Regions from separate parts of the Drosophila melanogaster genome. Here region 1 is linked to region 2. Evidence: chromatin contacts called from public HiChIP or PLAC-seq data. All regions are on one chromosome and are shown on one strand. The core of a region is the stretch at or near the end of the contact, and the rest is flanking DNA. Distances in the headings are between cores, read along the strand shown. Region 1 holds the start of Sap-r (Saposin-related). Region 2 holds the start of cindr (CIN85 and CD2AP related).

Region 1 (3,877 bases), core at 1,336-3,835, 80 kb before region 2:
AAAAAAATAAATTCAGATAGTAATCTTTTACAACTAATTACCAAGTTAACATTAAAGTTTTTATTTTGATTGTTAAGTGAAATTCTTCATTACATGATTTAATACACTTCCTTATCAGGATGTCTAATTTGTATTTAGATTTACATAATAATGACCAGTTAACGGTTGTTGACATTTCTACGTGAGTCTGTGGTTTATTCACTTTTTATCGATTCAAAATAAGCGTGGCAAACGTGTTTGGTTTCCCATAAACAAATCATGAGCGAAGTCTCACGCAAAGCAGTTCAATGGGTCAAAGTTTTCGAGAATTAGCGCTTCTAACCCAGCTAGACTACTGCATCTTTATGGCCAAATCCACACCTGAACTTGATCTGGATGCTGGACGGACTACGTGCGGAAGAAGAGCAGCAGTCAGTCGAGAAGCCTTCGCTCGAAGTCAGCTATAAAAGAGTTGTAGATCTTAACTATAACTTCAACTGTTTCTGCTTTGTTATTGTTGGGGGTTTCGTTCGCTTATAGCCATTATAGACAGTATTTGAAGATTTGACTCACAAATTATGGCCAGCAGTTGTGGCTGAATTGATTAGCTGGCATTTGGCTGTGGCTAGCGGTCTTTTAGCCCCTCGATAAGGTCAAGTTCATTTCCGCATGGTGAGGCAGTAGTTAGTGAGCTACGTTCTCTGATCTCCGAAAAGCGACTACCCCAAAGTAACTGTTTCGGAGTTTCAGGCGGATTTCATGGATAGGGAAAGGGAAATTGCCCAAGAGGTCAGCCAAAGTGGCCATAAACAATTAGCCATTAGACGGGCCTTATGTGACGCACTTGGCAATCGCGGCAATTAGAGTTGTTACCAATCTCTCCGCGGGTCACTCAACACAAAATGTATCTCGAGCCTCGATTTTATCTGCCAGCGTGTGAACTGCCGGAAATTTCACTCTTGTGGATGGATGCATTTAATTCTTTCCGAACCTGATTTTTGACCAAGTTAATTGGGAGGGAATAAAAGGCGTACTTTGTACTTTGTCCGACTATAACTTGGCTTGGCTGAATTCAAAGACCCAAACAAGCAGTCGCTTCTAGAGTAAACAAATTTATGAATGACATAAAAAAGCGGATAAAAGCAGAAAATTATCTCGCTCTTGAAACTCCGAAATTAAACGTTAGTCCAATGATTTACTGCTTCACTTATAAGCGTGTTAATTGCCTAAATTTCCTTCACTGCTGAACTTGATTACTTGTTCTTTGGCGGCGGTCCACTCAATTGCCATAATATCAATCTCGCAGCCAGACTTCAAGTGTCAAGTGCAGTGTCTGGCTGCAATTAACCCTCTACTACCCCATGGTACCTCGCCTAAGGTCACATAAACCTTAAATTCAATTCCTATTTAATCGAGTGCAATTTAATATTTCCACAATTTTTGGTTCTAAGTACCAAGTATTTCAGCAAGGTCTCAGTGGGTTAATCTCCGTCAAAGAACCGAAATGCACGGCAGGCGTTGCAATCCACGGTCAACACGACAGGTTTCAGGTTTCCTTCTAAGCCCCTGAACAGCCAAATCGTTGGTTTTGACACAGATATAGCCATGTTATGGCCGTATTGGCCGGATCGGCGCTTGCATTTGGCATTTCGTTGGGCAAACACCACCAGATGACCTCGACTTTCAATCGCTGTGAGAATGTGTCTGGCATTCTTTGCGAATGTATCTTCAGACGATTCTCACACAGATCTTGATACGCACCTCGGAATCGAGAATTACACGCCGATAGGCATCGCGAGAAAAATCTACTAGCCGGCCATTACGAGTGAGATGCATTTTCCCCAACATTTATGCCTGCGAGCTTTACATCTGGGCAGGCTCACATCAATTAACCCGCAATTACAATAGAATTTAATCATGTGCCTGCCAGTTCACGTCGCACAGTTGGCCAAGTTGGCCAAAGGGGGGTTAAGCGATGGGGCTGGGCAAAAAGGGGCGTATTAATAACCGCGCTAAGTTCAAGAACATCGCTGATGGTTATTGTCATAGTTTCGTCGCGGCAATATGTAATTAAATCTGCGGATTGCAATCGATTATAAATACATTGTGAGGCATTTGCGGGTGGCGAAGGCTTTGTTTGTTGATTGAGTGAGTGATTTAATAAATTGTTCCGACTTTAGGAGCAATAATTTTCTTCTACGATAATTGAAGTTATAATTTGAAGGACAACGTATTCAAGTACTCCATGTACTTAACACCCTATAGAAAGGTGGCCCAAATCTAATAGTTTCATATCGGTTACTTAATTGTTTATTATACCATTTTAAGTTTAATGATTTGCTGACCCCATTTTATGATAGCTTCCTCGGAGGTTTTTATGGCTTTTTGAAAGGCAAAAACAGATCTCTGTTATTAACAGAGTGCGGTTCGAGTCCATGCTCCCCCCTGATTGCTAAGTATACACTGGGTTGGTTTTATGCTAAAAGCATTATCCAAGTCTTGCTCCATAAGTATCGTTAAATAAATTTAACAATAATTCAATCGCTGACTGGTCGCACTATTATATCGCTACGGTATATATTTGACGAAACAGACGGCGGCCACACTACAGACAAATAAAAAATTGAACCAATCGTTGCAATTGCACTTCAGTTTTCGTTCAGAAATAAATACGTAGCTGCAAATAGAGGACTATCTCCGCCGACATTTAAGAAGTACAGTTAAAACCGGGAAAATGGAGAGAGCAGGCCTCTTGGCCGTTTTGGCACTGTGCTGCGCCTTTGGTGAGTGGAGAAGAGATGGAGAGAAGTGCGAAAAGCGACGTTGAAAGGGAACCACAATAATAGTTTAGTCATAGCTTATTGCGTATTCGTGCTGTGCACTCTGTTCCTCAACCGTTGCTCTCTTTGTTTGTTTGCTTTCTTGCAGGCGTCTTCGCCGCTGCCACGCCCCTTTTGGGCTCCAGCAAGTGCACCTGGGGACCCTCCTACTGGTGCGGAAATTTCAGGTGAGTGCAAAAAAGTGGGTGATACAATAAACGGTATATTCGGATAAATCGCTTGGTCATCGAACACCACAAAGTTCTCGAAGGCGAAAAGCTAACCTCTCTTAACCCCCCTCCAAATAGCGATATTACTTCTCCGCCTCACTTGCCCATTGTTTGCAGCGAAGACTCGTCTGTTCTGTTTTGTTCTCGGCCGATAAGACTATCACTCGAATCGGGAATCGAATCACTTTGCTCTACATAGCTCTATTCGCCGATAACCCCTGTTATTGCAAACTTAACACTAGTGCCGCTCTAATTGCGTCCCCTTATTTTGCGTTGTATTGTTTTACAGACTCGATGTTTTCTCTGAGTGCACTTTTCGCAATACTCTCTGCCTTCATATCCCATATTTCTGGATTTCCTTTGTCTGCACATTCGCTGTACAAATCAAATTAACAGTACCGCCAGTCGGAACATTTAGACGGCAGAGTTAAGCGCTCGTAGGGGGCACAACTTTATCGACACCGATTATATGCATGAGTAATCCAGAGGAGCAGATCGTTTTGACACAGCTCCCTTTTCTGTGCACCGCCAAACAAACCACATGATTGCTTTGTTTATCATTGTTAATTCGCTGTAGGCGGCAACAGTTGTTCCTTATCAACGAATTCTGACTAATCCCTCAGGCGTATGATGAGTACAGGGGAACATCCGAAAGTGCAACTTCTAAGCCTTAACACAATCACAATGCACTTGAAACCCTTATCTTAGCCATACTCACAATTGTAAATTCCTCAATGGAGTGATATTACATTGCGGCCACAAAGGATCACCTTACAGAAGCTATACTGTACGTACATATGTATGTATGTTACACCAAGATAAACTTGAAAACATTTACATGGACTGCAT
Region 2 (4,073 bases), core at 1,066-3,565:
GACCATTGATTGCCATTGTTGCCGGTTTTCTGTTTTCTGTCTTCTGTTTTCCATGTTTTGAGTTTTGTGTTGGCGTTACATAAACGCCGCTCGGAATCACTTAAAGCAGCGGAAGAAAGCAGCTTTGTTTGGGATGCAAATGTAGTAGATGGGTACACAGAGAGCTGGCCTTTCCATTGTCCGCCGTCCCATGGAAATTGTTCATCAAAAGAAATCAGAAATCAGAAATCATTAGTGAAACGGCTGCGGGTGCGGTGCATATTTTTTTATTTTTGAGGCGCGGTCTTTCAATCAGCCTCCATTATCAGAAGGCAACATCGCAGAGGCGAGGGCTTCTCAATCTTGGGCTCCATCCACAAAGAAGCCACCACAAGGTTGAAACGCACATTAAGATTTATTAATATTGTCTGGACTGAGCAGCCCCTTAGTACGAGTAGTGCCTATCGATCCCGGATTATCTCTCCATGGAACCAACTGAACAGTAGCCAAAGGGTCAGCAAAGGGTCGGAAAACCCATAGACGAGTGGAATACACCAGATAAGCTTGGAAAACACAAAAGAGGAGTCAAAGTAAGCTTTCTATATTCAGATTTACAACGGGTTTCAAGGGTAAACAAATCAATTTGCAATTAGCAAGTAGCTTCAAAATTTTTAAACAGGTAACACTAAAAAACGAAAGCAAAACATTACTTTATATCTTTGTAAATCCCTTTTATATGAATAGTTGGATGGCCGAAACACTTAATTGGCCCTCATTCAAAGGTCCGTACAAAAGAGTTAATTAAAATGCTAAAAAACCGCAATATTTTCATCGGATTTCGGCCTGAATCAGAGGCTTTTTTTAGCTGACCCGGGCGAGATGGAAAATATCCACTAATTTGCATCGCAGAACATTTGTTCTCCAGTTCCCATTGTGAATTTGAAAAGTTTTCAGGGGGAAAATGAAATTGATGGCGGCATGAAGTCATCAAAACGCAGAAATTCTATTTCAAATGCCTTTTCTTCGGCCACTAAAACCGGTTCTCATACAAAGTGTTTTGTTTTAGCCCATGTTATATTTGTTTGTTTGTTGTCCAACTTTTGGTTTATTGCTGTAAAAATCGTGGTCACAGAGTGTTAAAAACAACAGGGCTTTAACACAACACCGTTAGTCAGTCAGACGTATATCCAGGGTATTAGATTCGAGTCAAGAGGAAAATGGAAAACCAAGTGTCCTTGGGCTAAGATGACACACCCACCCCGAAAAGCAACAAAAACAAGAAGAGTTTTTCGGGCGCACAAAATGCGAATGTGGCGAGCAAAGGCAGACGGCAAAAACAGGCGGGACCCACCCCGAAAAATAGGACAGAAAAAAAACAACAAAATGGAAAAGAAACTGCAGTTTTGGGTAGTTGAACGCGGGGTACTCTTCTTTAAAGGTGTGAAGAGAAGAGAAAGGTCTTGTGATGAGTTCTAGGAATCTACGATAAAATCGAGCTGGCATATAAGCATTTATCTCTAAGATCTTCACATTGTATCGGTGCAGTTTAGTTGATCTTTAGTTTTCGAAATGAAATCCTTTTTACTTACTATCTACTGCTAGATAGATCGTGTTACGGCTCAAATGCCCTTCCTTTATGCGGGCATACTGGCTGCAGGAGCGAACTTACTGTTGTTTTCCATGATTGAAGCGATTCCTGGTGGCCAGCGCTTCCAGCAGGTTCAATGCACGCTGTGTTTTCTGTTTTTGGTTTCGTATCTTGAAGACGGGTTTATGAATCACGCGCGTTAACCGCGAAAAACGGAAGGTAGGAATTACCTAGAACTCTATATACACGAGTATTTCTCGACGTGTTTTTTATTTTATTTATTTTTTTTTTTTTTTTGACCCTGTTCTGCTCGCAGTTAAATTTCAACAAAGAGTAAGAGACGGGGCGCGCGTGCGAGCGAGAAGGAGCGAGCGCATTTAATTTCGCGTCACGTAGAATATTTTCCTTTTTTTTTTTGTTGATTTATTGCAGTTTCCTCTGCCGTTTTTCGTTGCACTTTTCACTGCCCACCTTGCTTCGCTTCCTTTTCGGCTTCGCACTTCTTCTTATTCGCTGGCACGCACTTGCACTTCGATTTGCTCTCCACACGCATTCGCATGCACTCAATTCACTCCGCCTTTCCAGCGCGGCAGTGCGTCTCCGCTTTTCGCCACTCACTACTCACTTCCTTCGAATTAAATGCGCTTTTGCCACAAAATAAACGGGCAAATATAATCCCAGCAAATCGCCAAACGAGCGAGCGAAACGCAAACACGCCGACGAACTCCCACTACAACTACAACAACCACAACAACCGTTCGCTGCGGCTGCGAGAGTGGGACCAGCGGCGGCTAGCGACGAAATACTTAGTCCCTTTTGGCGCGAGCGGAGACGGCAACCACGGTTCGCGGCACGGGTTGTGGTGTGCAGGGACTCCAACCCAGTAGGGGTATTCCACCGTAGGCCATTACTTTCAGCTATTTTTAAAATTTTACAATTAAATGCAGCAGAATGTTTAATCAATGTAAATATTGAATATAACTAAATATATTAATAATGTACTATTTTGTAAATATATCGTCAGCAATACTTCCATTTGGCTTCACATCCCATTTTAATATATGCATTTTTAATTTCATTTATAGTCCAGTCATAACCAAATGAAATAATATAGATGTTTCTTTTTTCATGCCATATATGCATTTATATTTCATGACAAATTAAATTAAAGCCCATTGAACAATTTATTTTAACGCAGTTCAGTTGATTCATTATGATAGAATTATACTTCGCTCAAAACTAATTAAATGAAAACCGTTTGCTTCAAATAATGACATTTAAATTCACTTAAATAAATTTCTTTAATATATCTTTAACAACATGCCATTTCCTAGCTCTCCATTTAAACTTCTTTCAAATAGCAAATATAAAATTGAATCACAACTTCTGTCTTGAATAATTTTATTTTAATTCAGTTGTTGTTTGCATGAGTTGCTCTTGAAACAATCTGTTTTCATAAATAAGTGTAAATATGTTAGTTGTAGGCCACAAGAAGACCCTTGGCCACCTCCTGGACTTTCTCCTTGCCCGCCAGCTCCTCGGCGATTTTGAGGGCGAACTCGTAGGCGGTGCCAGGACCTCGACTGGTGATCAGATTGCCATCCTTGACCACCGTCTTGTCGTCCACATAGCTTAAAGAAATAATCAAAAGAAATGGGATGAAGATCATGGGAAAATAAACTTAAGAGGTGGTATACCTATAGTTATTCACCAGCTGGGGCTTCATTGAGGGATACGAGGTGAGGGATTTCCCGGAGGCGACGCCGTGCTTGGCCAAAACGGTGGGCGCGGCACAGATGGCGGCGATGAGTCCGCCACCAGACTCCTGGCTGCGCAGCAAGTCACCGACCAGCGAGGACTCCCCCATGGCATTGGAGCCACCCAGTCCGCCGGGCAGCACCACCACATCGAACTTATCCGAGGCAACCTGGGCCAGCGAGGTGTCCGGCAGGATCTGCACATCCCGCGAGCACTTCACCGCTTCCCCGCCATTCAAACCGGCTACGGTGACCTTGATCTATCATATAGTAAGTATAAGTATAGAACAGAGTGATTTAATGGAAAGGTTGAGAGCACTTACGCCCGCCCTTCTCAGAACGTCGGCGGCTATGATGAACTCCATCTCCTCCGCTCCGGGAGCCAAAATCACCAGCGCGCTTTTCGACATCTTGGTAAACTTAGAAAAGTGCCTTGAAATTTGAGGAAATCCAAAGAAAACCATGCAGATACGATAGCTTATCGATAGCGCTGTTCTGGAACGCAGCTTTGAGTTTTCCTTATCGAGGTTTCAAAAACTGAGCGGCAAACTAAAACACTTGTATAATTTGGTTTGACTTGCAGTTAGGCGACTAATTTGATGCATTTAAAACTTCTGTTTTTCACAGGAAGTTAATATTTTCATTCTTACTCAAAACAATGTTCTGCATTATATTTTAAAATATTAAGACTTTGAAATCAGTTGATTTTATTTATATGAGAAAAGGATTGCGTCTATGCTACGTGCTAC

Evidence for each region. HiChIP or PLAC-seq counts read pairs in DNA pulled down with a chosen protein or histone mark.
Region 1: a contact with region 2 is called in an H3K27ac HiChIP or PLAC-seq map of the Kc167 cell line, with 5 times the contacts expected there. The contact joins the promoter of Sap-r here to the promoter of cindr in region 2. A contact is called at or near these places in 21 of 107 Hi-C or Micro-C datasets (the Clone 8 cell line, the D17-c3 cell line, the Kc167 cell line and 9 more) and 5 of 6 datasets of contacts at active chromatin or transcription factors (the Kc167 cell line and the S2 cell line).

The regions. Positions count from the first base shown.
Region 1 is chr3R:30,887,770-30,891,646 of dm6, reverse strand. It overlaps Sap-r (Saposin-related), which reads left to right and starts at 2,585. Exons shown (of 7, transcript NM_079858.4): 1 at 2,585-2,762; 2 at 2,908-2,986. The coding sequence starts at 2,714.
Region 2 is chr3R:30,806,859-30,810,931 of dm6, reverse strand. cindr (CIN85 and CD2AP related) reads right to left here and starts at 2,315. Exons shown (of 7, transcript NM_001276200.1): 1 at 1,649-2,315. The coding sequence starts at 1,661. dj-1beta reads right to left here and starts at 3,815. Exons shown (of 3, transcript NM_143568.3): 1 at 3,648-3,815; 2 at 3,265-3,584; 3 at 2,954-3,198. The coding sequence starts at 3,734. The coding sequence ends at 3,042.